Regions from separate parts of the Cricetulus griseus genome. Here region 2 is linked to region 1. The links are chromatin contacts, called in public Hi-C maps. All regions are on one chromosome and are shown on one strand. Each heading gives the region's core, a stretch centred on a gene start, on an enhancer-like site or on the middle of the called end of the contact. The rest is flanking DNA. Distances are from core to core; before and after follow the strand shown. Region 1 holds the start of Manf (mesencephalic astrocyte-derived neurotrophic factor). Region 2 holds the start of Mapkapk3 (MAP kinase-activated protein kinase 3).

The links. A called contact is a pair of places that touch in the nucleus more often than the background predicts.
Region 2: a Hi-C map of the CHO-S cell line shows a contact between it and region 1, with 9 times the contacts expected there. The contact joins the promoter of Mapkapk3 here to the promoter of Manf in region 1. A contact is called at or near these places in 7 of 8 Hi-C or Micro-C datasets (the CHK-Q cell line, the CHL-YN cell line, the CHO-K1 cell line and 3 more).

Annotation. Positions count from the first base shown.
Region 1 is chr4:215,101,923-215,107,973 of CriGri-PICRH-1.0, forward strand. It overlaps Manf (mesencephalic astrocyte-derived neurotrophic factor), which reads right to left and starts at 3,030. Exons shown (of 4, transcript XM_027414443.2): 1 at 2,877-3,030; 2 at 2,108-2,235; 3 at 1,194-1,335; 4 at 1-261. The coding sequence starts at 2,961. The coding sequence ends at 77. Dock3 (dedicator of cytokinesis protein 3) reads right to left here. Exons shown (of 53, transcript XM_027414437.2): 53 at 4,168-6,051.
Region 2 is chr4:215,466,263-215,472,198 of CriGri-PICRH-1.0, forward strand. Mapkapk3 (MAP kinase-activated protein kinase 3) reads right to left here and starts at 2,073. Exons shown (of 11, transcript XM_027414444.2): 1 at 1,915-2,073; 2 at 1,395-1,671. The coding sequence starts at 1,619. It also overlaps the pseudogene LOC100769188.

The DNA.
Region 1 (6,051 bases), core at 1,780-4,279:
ATAAATTACAAAATGGTTGTCTGGGGAAGAGACAGGTGAACTGTTCTTCCCTCAGGAGCAGCAGGGATGGGGCAGACTACAAATCAGTCCGTGCGCTGGCTGCTTTGGGGGCGTATTTAGGCATCAGTTCATTTATCTTCCGGATGTAGTCAGACTTTTCCGCGCAGCCTTTGCACATCTCTCCCCAGTCGTCCAGGATCTTCTTCAGCTCTTTCACCCGGAGCTTCTTCAGGTCCACTGTGCTCAGGTCGATCTGTTTGTCTGCAGGGAGAGCAGGGTAGTGAATAGCTGGGTAGGAGAGGCTGCAGCCCCTAACTGCTGCATGCCAAACCATTCCTGAGGAAGACCAGCCTGACTTGCAGCAGGGGAGACACATGCATACTGTGCAAGAGGGAACTGGCGTTCTTCACCAGCAGGGCCACCTCAGGCTGTCAGTATCTGCCTCAGGACATGCAGTGTGCAGTTCAGAGCACCACATGGTTCAGAGGAGAAACATGGCTCCAGTTCTCCAAGACCTTCTACATATCAGCACAGAATGACAGACAGTTCCCCCATCTCCTCATCAAAGCTTACTCCATAACCCACATGACCCAGACAGACCTACAGCAGAACCAAGCAGGGTACCAAATCACCACAAGCACGAACCACAAACACAAGGCTCTTGGACATGTGAGTTATACTTAACACTGGCTTTGTTTAAACTTTATGGGAGAGGCTGGCTCTTCAAGACTGGGGTCATGTGTAATGAGATGGGCTCTTTGACGGTGATGCTGTGATGCCTACCACTGTTATGCTAAAGGGCTGAGGGCCATCAGAAGTACAGGTTTGTTAGTCTCATTACATCACTTCTCTGCTCAAAAGCTTCTGATGCTCCCAACCTCACTCCGACTGAAAGCCAAATTCCTCACCAAACCCTAAAGGCCCTGTCCAGCTTGTCCACCTTATGTATTATACCTCTGTATTCTCTGTCTGTACTGTCCTGCTATGAGCTGGCCTCTTGGCTAGTCCTCCAGTTTTCAAAGTTTGTTAAAAAGTCACCCTTTCAACTTCTGACCTCCCAACTTTGCTGTAGAACCCTGCACAGAGTATCACCCATCATGCTATCAACAATGGTGATGACTCTTCTGGCTGGGAAGCAAGCCCAGAAGGGCACGCAGCTATCACAGGAGGCCCACAGTCCTGGTCACACTCACCGTATTTTAGCTCACAGATCTGGCTGTCTTTCTTCTTCAGCTTCTCACAGATCTTCTCCACGGGGATATGGTGGGCCAGGGGCTTGGATACCTCATTGATGATCTTGGTGGCTGCATCATCTGTGGCCCCAATGTAGTAGCACTGTAGCAAAAACCAACACCAAACAAAAGCCTTAAAAAAGAATTTGTGTGCATGACTAGGTGTACATGTGTGAAGCTGCTGAGGAGGCCGGAAGAAGGCATCGGATTCCCCAGAGCTGGAGTTACAGAGTGTTGTGGGTGCTGGAAACTAAACTCTGGTCCTCTGCAAGAGCAGTACATTTTCCTAACCACCCCAGCTCCAGACAATGGCTGTTAGGTCATCTTGAAAACTGCTCTCTGCCAAGGCCTTTAAGTTTTTAGTCCTTGCCCAGACCTAAACTCAGGGCTCTTGATGTATGCTCAGTCCCAGAGTTCCCAGACGAGTTTAAGAACCATCAGAGTTCCAGTGAGAGACTGCCAGAGAAATTAAAGCTACAAAGGTCAATGCTTTCCTAAGGCCCTTGCCTTGACTTGGCCACCTCGGGGCACCTAACTACTTCTGATCCCAAACACAGCACACTCTTTCCGGTCTTTGGACACTCACTCGGCTTCACTGATCCACCCCCTCCCTCAGAGGCACCTCTGACTACTTTCTCTAATAGCCCCTCCCCACCCCCAAACTATCCTAGAGTATTTTCATGGACACACCATTCACTGCTTTGCATTTGTCTGTCACTTTTCTCTTCTGGCGTACTCAGCTCACGGTAGACACGTAATAAATAAATACAGGCTAAAAGTTCTTCAGTCTCACATTAGTTTACAGACAGGTCCCATCATGAAGTGGACAGTACACACGAGCCAGGGACAGCCTGGGTGGGTCACCAGCTACTCACCAAGCGATTCTCTTTGCCTCTTGCTTCACGGCAGAACTTTACAAGTTCTTCTTCAATAGTGGCTGGTGAAAATGTGACATCTCTGTCTTTGAGGTCCTGGTAAAACCTTCCCAGGTAAGAAATACACACTGGAAAAGAGAGGTGGTAAGCAAATTACTAATTCCCATTTCCCCAGAAGAAACTCTGTCAGCCGTTTTGGTGGAAGGGATGATGATCATTAAAACGTTCCCCATCACTGGGTACTCACTCACAGGTGCCCAGAACGCTTAGGTTGCTGGGGACCCAGTACCCGAATGAACATTACCCCAGTGACCCCCGCAAAATCCTCCTTGCTCTTTTCAAGTTTAAGCCGAGAGTGGACACGTGTCCTTGAGAGGGAACTCACTGTGACCTCATAAGGGACAGACTGGAGGCTGAAGTGAACGATCAAACGCTCCTTATTCCAAATACAACACCGAACCTCTAAGTGCAGCTTGGCAACCCCAAGAGACCGTTGAGGCCCACGGGGTCCCTTCCCGGAACCTCTAAACAGTGATGGGGAAAGGACAAAAACTCCCGCGTTGTGGGCTTTCGGCCAAGTTTTCAACGCGATTGATGCCACGCTTTCCCTCAAACGGATCAATATTTCTAGGCCCGGGTAATAATTGCAAGGCTCTGCCTCCTGCGGTCCCCGTTAGGATGGGCCCCTGCCCCCGCCCCCGTCCTCCCGGTTCCGTTGGGTTCAGCGCCGCCAGGCCGCCCCCTCCCGACCTTCCCCTCTCCCCCGCACCTTCACAGTCGCCTGGCCGCAGCGCCCGGCTGTCAGGCAGCACGCTCAGGGCCAGCGCTACCGCCAGCCCGCGCGTAGCCCACATCTCCCCAGCCTCCACCACCGCTGCCGCCGCCGCCGCCGCCGCCGCCGCCGCGCCGCGAATGAACCGCACCCGGCGCGGTGCACCGCCTGGGGGGGCGGGAACACAAGCCGGAGCTTCCCATTGGTGGGCAGCCCCCGCGCCCGCCCATATGCCGCATTCTCATTGGTCCACGTGCCCCGGAGCCCAGGCCGGCGGCTCCACGCTACCCTTCGTCATTGGCTGGTGGCGTCTGGATCCCAGACAGCTGTCGGTTGCTGATTGAGCCTGGGCGGTCCATAGGAAACGGCTGGGCGGAAGCTGCCCGGGCCGCCATATTGTTTAGGGGCAGCTGCTCCGGCTCTGGCCGGGCGCCCTCGGAACCTGTGGACTCGTCGCGAATAGCCACCCCTTCTTGGCTCCACACCCAGTCCCCTCCCGGGCCCCGGACTCGTAGCGCAGGGTTTCTGGCGCCAGCAGACACCCGGCAGGATAAGCGGCGCAAGCAAGGGTCAGAAGCGGTTCCTTGTTTTGAGTCAGCACGTGGATTGGCGAGCCAATCTTTGAGAGCGTCCACGTTCATTCGCCGGCCGCCCACACCCTCCTTATCCTGGGTCGGAATGCAGAACCGCCCAGACGCAAGGCTCCAGGCCTGTCAAAGTCGGCGGCTGTCCTGGACCTTTGAGGGCTCTGCCTGCGGCTGGGCGGCAAGCAAGGGCTGGGACAGCCTCCAGTGGAGGCCAGGGCATCTTGGGAGGACACTCTCCAAGAGTGTCCCACTCTTGGAGACACGCAGATGGCCACTGGAGATGGTACCGCCTGGACTGCCCTGAGGCTAACTGTTGTGCAAGGGCTTGGCCGCTCGCCCTCGAAGGCAGAATACGGAGAGCGGCCGGCTAAGTACAGAAAAGTAGCTGGAGCTAAAAGGGCGTGGAGCCCGGCGACAAGGATTTGAGAGGGGCATTTATGCTCCCATTCAGTGAAATCAGTGGATCAATATCAGGTATTCATCTTTAATTCACATCACAGCAGTCAAGGGAGGGGAGGAGTCAATTGGCAGATATTTACATCTAAAATTCACATTACTTGTTGGATTTATAACATGCTACCACAATATATACAGTAAAATACCTCTTGGGACACCGGCACAATTGTTTTTTTTAACTCTTCTGGTACAGGTAAGATCATTTTTAAATCAGTTTTTCTTTAGACATGAATACACAAAGGAAATGGTTAGAAGTTTTCTTGTTTTAAATAAGCACAGAATGCCAGAGGTTAAAAACACATTTATAGGGCTTATTACCAATTAGACATCACACTCTATACATTTTTTGCTCAAATTCCTGTACAAATACACAGCATTCAAATAGATATTTACAAATATGCTTGAAAGAATGAAAATCAGTATTTCACAATCTTCTCAAAGGATTCTGATCTCTGGCCTCCCATTTCCCTCTCACTGGCTGGTTTCTCAAAAGAAAGTACTCAGAATAGGGCCATTTCATCCAGTTAGGGGAAATGGGGAGGGACAACACAAATATATTTCATCTTGCATAAAGCCAGGCCAAGGAACTTAACCCTACATTGCCCTCCCGACTTCCTGTGCCACCAAGTGGAGAAGGTAAATGTCAGCATGTGATAATTGGCTGCCTTCATGGACTGAGGCTCAGATGTGCCTGGAAACTAAAGCTGCCTTACCAACGAATCACATTCAAAGCTAGACTTTGACCCTCACACCTGTGAACCCTGACGGTCCGGAGACAAGCTTACTAATGAACCTAGGCTTAGGAGCAGGTGTGCACACCCTTGGAGCCAGGGCTCCCTGGATTGGCCTACATCCTCAGCAGTCTCTATTCTGCTTGAATGATCCCGAGGGTATCAGAAAGCCCTACACATATTGACCCTGGACCCCAACATATTCTGGAGGAAAATGGGCCTTTTATCTTTTCCCTTAGGTTATTTGCTGGCAGTTCTATTGAACTTGTTTATAAGAAAAAAACACCCTGACCGTGGACTTCTCTGTTTGGGAAAGAACTGTGCAGAAAGGATGAGCAGCTAGGCCCAGGACTTGGCCACAGGAGGCCAGAAGGCCAACAAGTTAAGGGGTGTAGGGGAATAACATACCTGCTCACCAAGGAGAAGGCAGTCTCATGGCCATCACTGATGTGAGTGTAAGCAAATGAAAAAACAAAACAACAACAACAAAAAAAAAACAACTGTCTCAAGACAAGTTATTTTTTTAAAAGTAACTTAGAAGCACCCTGGTAAAATATTACCATACCCCCACCATAATACCAAGAGAAAAATCAGTGCCCTGACAAGAAAGAATTTCCTATAAAGTCACCACTGTGCCCTGCCTAACAGACTGGGGAGGTCTGAAAAACTGCCCTTCTGCCTGCTGGCCCTGAACCCTGAGTGGCGGTCCCTATGGGTTTGGAGTGGAGGGCTCAGATCTTGGCTACTTGGAAGATAACAGTTTTACCTGTGTGGCTTTCTGCTTCCAAAATTAGTTTCCTCCCATCATTTTTTATTTTATTTTTTTATGTTTTAAACCCATGAGCTTCCTGAACCTGACCACACGTCCTCAGGGCCTGGAAGCCAGGCTGGGCAGCCAACCCCAAGGCTCAGAGGTAGTGCTGAAAATCCCTGATTCAGGCGCTAAGTGGCAGGTGTTTGGGACCACCTGTGAAAGCTAAGCGCTTTCTGGTTCCTGCCACACTCCAGCCTCACTCTTAACACCAGCTCTTTCTAACACAAGGGAAGGAGTCTAACTCCCTGCAGGAGTGATAGCCCTTCTGGCTTCATTTAATTCAAGCCCCAGGGCGTGAGAGACAACCCTTGCAAGTCCATTCGAGCCAGGGAGGCTTCTGAAGATCATGAGGTGTTTTGAGTGGAAAGGAGCAAAAAGTCCAAAATAAAAGTGAAGGATAACGTCCAAAGTGGGATAAGAGACAAGGCTGGCCCATGGAAGCCTGGCAGTGTGCCCTGGGCATGCAGTTAGGCCAGTCATGTGCCTGACCAGCCCCTCAGTTGCACACTCCTAGATGGAAGAGTGGGCTGGCGGGCAAGCATTTGTGCAAAACAGCTTATGGCCCCTTTGTCCACCTGTGACAT
Region 2 (5,936 bases), core at 823-3,322, 360 kb after region 1:
CTGGTCTATACAGTTAGTTCTAGCACAGGCTTCAAAACTACAGAGAAAACGCTGTCTTGACAAAAGAACGAAAAGAAAAGACAAGCCACCTTCTCCCAGAAGGACTCAGAAACCCCCCTGCCTGGAGCCTCAAAGCTCTATTGGGTCAGTGGATAAAGAAACTACAACTAGGTCCCAGCCCCCAGATCAGTCCTCACCCTGCCCTTGAGCCACCTTCCTGATTCCCTCCAGCATCCTTCTTGGGAAATGACCTCCTCCTCTATCAGCCCTGATAGAACCAGAGAAAGACAAAGAATGGGACCTGGGTCCTCACTCAAACCCTGTAGACCCTGTGCCTCAAGTAAGTCCTGCATGGTTCTTCTCAATTCAAATTCACACCAACCCCTGTTCTTTCTCCCTGAACAAAGTCAGAGACTTAACTACAACTGTCCAAGGTGTCACTCAAGGTCACAGAGCTGGCACACACAAGGTAGAGATTACAGACACATCTATAGGACTCTGCACTCTGGCTCCTGCTGGCAACTTGTAAAACAGACCTTTCTTTACTAAACTGACTTCCAAGACTCTCCTCCATGCTGTACCATCCCGGTGCCAAGGACATTACCTCCATTTGGGTCAGGTTCCCAATGACAGGTGATTCGAGGGATTCTGGAGGAGTGGGTTGGGAACAGGTGGGAGGTCTTGGGCTGGAACTGGGTGCCTGGAGCCAGATTCAGAGATTAGCTATTCCAAGCCATTCCCCCAGTCCAGCTACATCGGTGTACCAGGTCTCTAGGGAACTTTGAATACGATGTGACTAAAAGACTGCCCATCATTTGTCCAGGGTGGGTCAGCCTAGGAGCAGAGCTGGCCCCTTTCTACAAAGGGCCAACAATTCATCAAGAACCCAGCAGTCAAAGAGCACCCTAAGGTGTGATGGGCACCAGCGTTTGCCCCACTAACTGTCTTTAAGAGGCTCATAGTCCAGCCTAAGCAGGCAGAGGCAATGAGGAGGAAGCAAGCCACTCTGAGCCTTGGGGGCTCAGCCTCAGGTAGAGAGAAACTTCATAGCAGGAGGTACTTGTTTGTGTGTGGGATAACCAAGCAGTGAGAGCCCCACTTGGGCCTGAACACATAGCCCAAGCCAGAACCAGAGCGTACAGCCTCTCCCTCCCACCTTCCGGGTACAGCAGCTCCACTCACAATGACTCCTCCCCGTGCTCTCTGGGACACACCCGGAGCTTGGGTAGGTTGAGCCTCTTTTCCCCAAGTGTGAGGCTGGAAGGACCATGAGTTTGATCTTAGAGGAAGAGTATAAAAATAAAACATGATGTTAAGTGTAGATGCTTACACCCACAAGTATCTGCTGTTGAACCCTCCAGGTCACCCCAGCCCTCGGAGAGACGGTCACTAACCTTCAAGGCACACTTCTGCCCAGTGCGCCGGTGGTAGCACTCCAGCACCTTGCCGTTCACACCCAGGCCCAGCACCTGCTTGGATAACTGGTAGTCGTCAGTCACCGCGTACTTCTTGGGCTCTCGTCGCACACCTAGGGCCTGAGCACCGCCCAAGGTGGGCCCATCGAGTGCACCTGGCGGGGGCACAAGACTCCCCTTCTCCCCTGCTGCCTCGCCATCCATGGCCCCCACGGGGCGCTCCGAGGTAGCCCCAGCCTTGCGCGTCCAGAGGCACCTGGGGGAAAGGGAAAGAGTCACTCCCCTCACTTTTGGACACACCCCAGCCTTGGTTTCTCCAGAACCAGACTGACTAGGCTGCTGGCCCCAAGACAAGCTGGAAACTGCCTGAGAGTACCTACGGGCAGCAGGGTGGGAGGTGATCCCTAGCCCTGGCACATGTCGAGTGGGGAAGGAGCTCGGCGCTGTGTAGCCGCCAGATCCTGAGATCTGGTCATACAGGGGTCCGGGGAAAGCGTACCTGGCGAAGGCGCACTTGGTGGCACTGCACTAGACGGAAGCCATGCTGCAGGCGAGACGGGCAAGGAATAGTGAACCGGGGAGCCTGCAGCCGAGGGGCGCCCTGGGCCCGAGTCTCGCCACCCGCGGCCCACGTGACCCCCCACCCCCCTTCCCGGCACGTCATCCGGACTTGGGGCCCCGCTAGGTCAGCCTTAAAGGGCCAGGCGGGTCCGGGTTGGGCTGGCCGGGGCACAGCCCCTGGCAGGCTCCGCCTGGAGCCGGGACAAAATGGGGGCGTGGCCTCCTGAAGTGGCTGCAACTTTCCGGGCGCCCTGGGACACCGGTAGAAACTCCTCCAACTGCCGTACCAGCCTCGGATTTTATCCGCGACCTAGAAAAGTGGCAACGCAAGTGACAGCAACAACATTTTGTTTCTCTAAGGGCTCTTGAGGGCCGCGTTCTCTGTGCACGCGGCCAAGGGGCTGCTTCGACGCTCTAGAATTCAACCCAATTTCTGCCATTCTGCCCCGGGAAGTGGTTGTTTGATTCGCCACTCCAGTCCCTGGTGGTTTAGGGTACCTCTCTAGCACTAGCCAGCTTTTCTTTTTGTACACTGCCTGACCAACCTCTTGACTTTGCGACTTACTTGTGTCAGCCACAAATGTATTGGGCCACATTCATGCTGTCCCATAAGGCATGTGGCCCGCAGCCGCAGGGTGAACACACCTGGCATGTTCTTGAGTCAGAACCTTGATTTCCCATTTGGTCGGGTGCACCAACTTCTCATATTATGGTTTGGGCTTTAGGTTCTATTTCAAGTCTCTGGTCGTGGTGAAGGTGAAAACGTATATTTCCTGCACGAAGAAGGTTTAGGCGGGAAGACTGTGAGTTCGAGGTTAACCTAGGCTACACCGTGAGGATGTATTTATAAAGGCACACGCCTTTAATCCCAGCACTGGGAAGGCAGAGGAAGGCGGATCTCTGAGTTAGAGCCCAGCCTGGTCTACAGAGCAAGTTCCAGAGAAACCAAGTCTCGAAAACCAAATAAATAGAGATTAACTTAACATTAAACTCTCTTTCTCCTACCCCAGAGACAGATTCTCTATTAGCTTTGAAATTTCCCTTTCTGTATTTAGACATCAAGTTCATTCTTAGTCCATCTTAGCCTGTCATAGATATCTTGAGCCAGCTTTCCCAGAAGTCTCTTATTTCACAGAAGAATCAGAGGCTCCCATGGAGCGGGGGAGTGGGGGGAAGGCCTCGGCGAGAGCCACAGAGATCGAGACTGCGTCTCCTGTGGGAACTCTTCCAACCATGTCTACAATCCACAAGTTGGGGAACCCGAGTGATGCCTTGAGACTTTCCTCTAAATAGGACTTTGCTGCCATCTACAGGCTATATTCAGAACTGCAGTCACCAGGACCTCTGTCCTACCCAAAGGTGTATAAATTTCCGGGCCTGGGAATTGATGACTTTGAAGACCTCCTCTATAACCTCCCACCACAACACATACAAAGACACATGGCTGAACGTCCACGATTGTCAGAGAACTAGTTCCTAGCTAGCAGGAACTTGGTGGCCTTCTATCTATACAATGGCCTCCCGCTGCGGATAACCACTTTGTGAAGACTACTGCAACTATTTGTGGGTACTCTCTGCAGGTGGCTCAGCCTGTCTCCTCCAGGCAACATTTAAGCTAGCAATAACCAGTGAAACAGAGGTTCTAGATAAGAGCTTCTGCTGATCATAAGAGCACTTCCTGTGAGCACCACGGCCTCCCTGAGACGGGGGAAGGAGGAGGTCACCATCCCTTTAGACACACACTGAAAACACGTAAGAGAAGAAAGACCGGAGAGGGCAAATGACCTGTTCGAAGCCAGCAACTAGCAAGAGAGCCCCCATTTTTTCACAGCACGTATTGCTGAGAGCCCACCATTTCAATCCCAAAGCACAACCCCCAAGTTGGGCCTTCTCAGATAACGGCCACCTCCCACGATGCTTCCTCCCCCTTTGCGCTCCTTCACCTGTGCAAGAATACTCTCACACATGCACTCACACTATTGTGGAGTAGCATCTTAACTAGGCACAAAGGCATTACATTGTTTAGGCTGCAAAATACTAATTTAACTGTGTGAAGGTGTGTTATATTTGTTTATGCTGCATTTGTTTAACAATGTAAGGATGTGTTGCATTTGTTTCACCTTGCCTGCCTAGGACACCTGATTGGTCGAGTAAAGAGCTGAATGGCCAATAGCTAGGCAGAGAAAGGGCAGGCGGAGCTGGCGAACAGAGAAAATAAATGGGAGAAGAGTGGGAGGAGGAAGGAGAGAAGAAGGGGAAACAAGGGAGATGCCAGCCAGCCAGGCATAGGGACGCAGTGGAGGTAAGATATACAGAAGTAAGAAAGGTCATGACTCCCACGGCAAAAGATAGATAAACAGGTTAAGTTAAAAGAGCCAGCCAGAAAGGAGCCTAAGCTAGGTAGAGCATTCAAAACTAGGAATAAGTCTCTGTGTCATGATTTGGGAGCTGGTTGGTGGCCTAAAAGAGACAGCCTGGTACACACACAGTGCACACAAGAGACACATACAGATATTCATATACAGGACTAGATTTTAAGTGCCCTAAAATTTTTATAATTACGTCTTAAAGTTAGATGGTTTTATTTATTTATTTGTGTTTATTTATTTATTTCCTTTTCAGCTTTTAGGAATTTTATTCTCCTTCCACCTTTTCCCATTGGCTCAGGTGCCTGCAGAGCGGCTCAGGTGCCTGCAGAGCAGCTCAGGGACACTCAGTGGTGACTCCAACCACTCAGTGGCCTGCACTGTGGGAGCTGCTGACCAGTCCTCAGTAACTAGCTGGGCACTCCAGCCTTTAGTGGGGAGCCGCTGGATGGGTGCAGAGGGCACGTGCGCACTCTCAGACCGACCAGTCTGCCATCTCTGGGGAGCTGGCGCCATTCATTCGCTGTGAAATTCCTCCTTGGTCGCAGCCTTCTTGGCAGCAGCCTGTTCCTCTTCAGTCTTCTCTGGGTAAAGACCAGGGATTACATCCCATAGGCGCTCACCAGAGATAGCGCCACGCATGCGGAATACTTCCGGGGCCAGTGTCCACCACATCAGACCCACTGAGTGAGCGCCCTTGTTGTTGCATGGGATGGCAATGTTCACGTAGCGCAGAGTCTGTGTTACACAGAGCAATGGTGGGCAGGTTGACATATGACACCTCTGTGAGAGGCTGGTGGTCAGCCCAGGGATCACCACTAGAAGCCATGGCTCCCTGGAGGCTACTTGGATCTTGTTAGTGAAGGTGCCGGGTGTGAAGCGGCAGCAATCGGAGTGTCTAATGGCAAAGCTTCAGCAGGGCTCGCTGGCCAGTGTTCCCTGAGGAGATGATGCTGACTGACATCAGCAGGGTTCTCAATGGCAACCACAGCCCGAGCTGCAAGCATCAGCCTCCCCCAGGCGCTCTTCAGATTTATGATGTAGATACCAACACTTTTCCTTTTGTAGATGTGCTGCTCCATCTGGAACTGGAAGTCGGTGCCACCAAAGTGGGTCCCTGCCACAAGGAATTTGAGGGCATCGAGGGCTCCCGACATTGTATAAGTTTCCCTTTAAGTAATGATGGGAATCAAGAACAACGCCATATGAACCCATCCCTGGGCATTCAGAAAGCATTTGATTTATTTTTTTGAGACAGGGTCTGGTGTAGCCCGAGCTGACATCAAACTCACTAAGTAGACAAAGATGATCTTCAACTCCTGACCTCCCTACCTCAGCCTCTCAGGTGTCAGAATTACAGGTGTGAGCCACCATACACTTCATTTTGTTAAAATTTATAGAGGAGTCAAACTTGCTTGCTGCAATTGTTCAAACCACACCAAAATATAGAAAGTAAGTAGTCCCATAAAAAAAAAAAAATGCCCTTCCTGGGCTGGTGAGACGGCTTAGTGAGTGAGTGTGCACTTCGTACATAAGCCCAGAGAGTTGGGTTCAATCCTGAGGATCTATGCAAAGATGGAAGGAGAGAATAGAC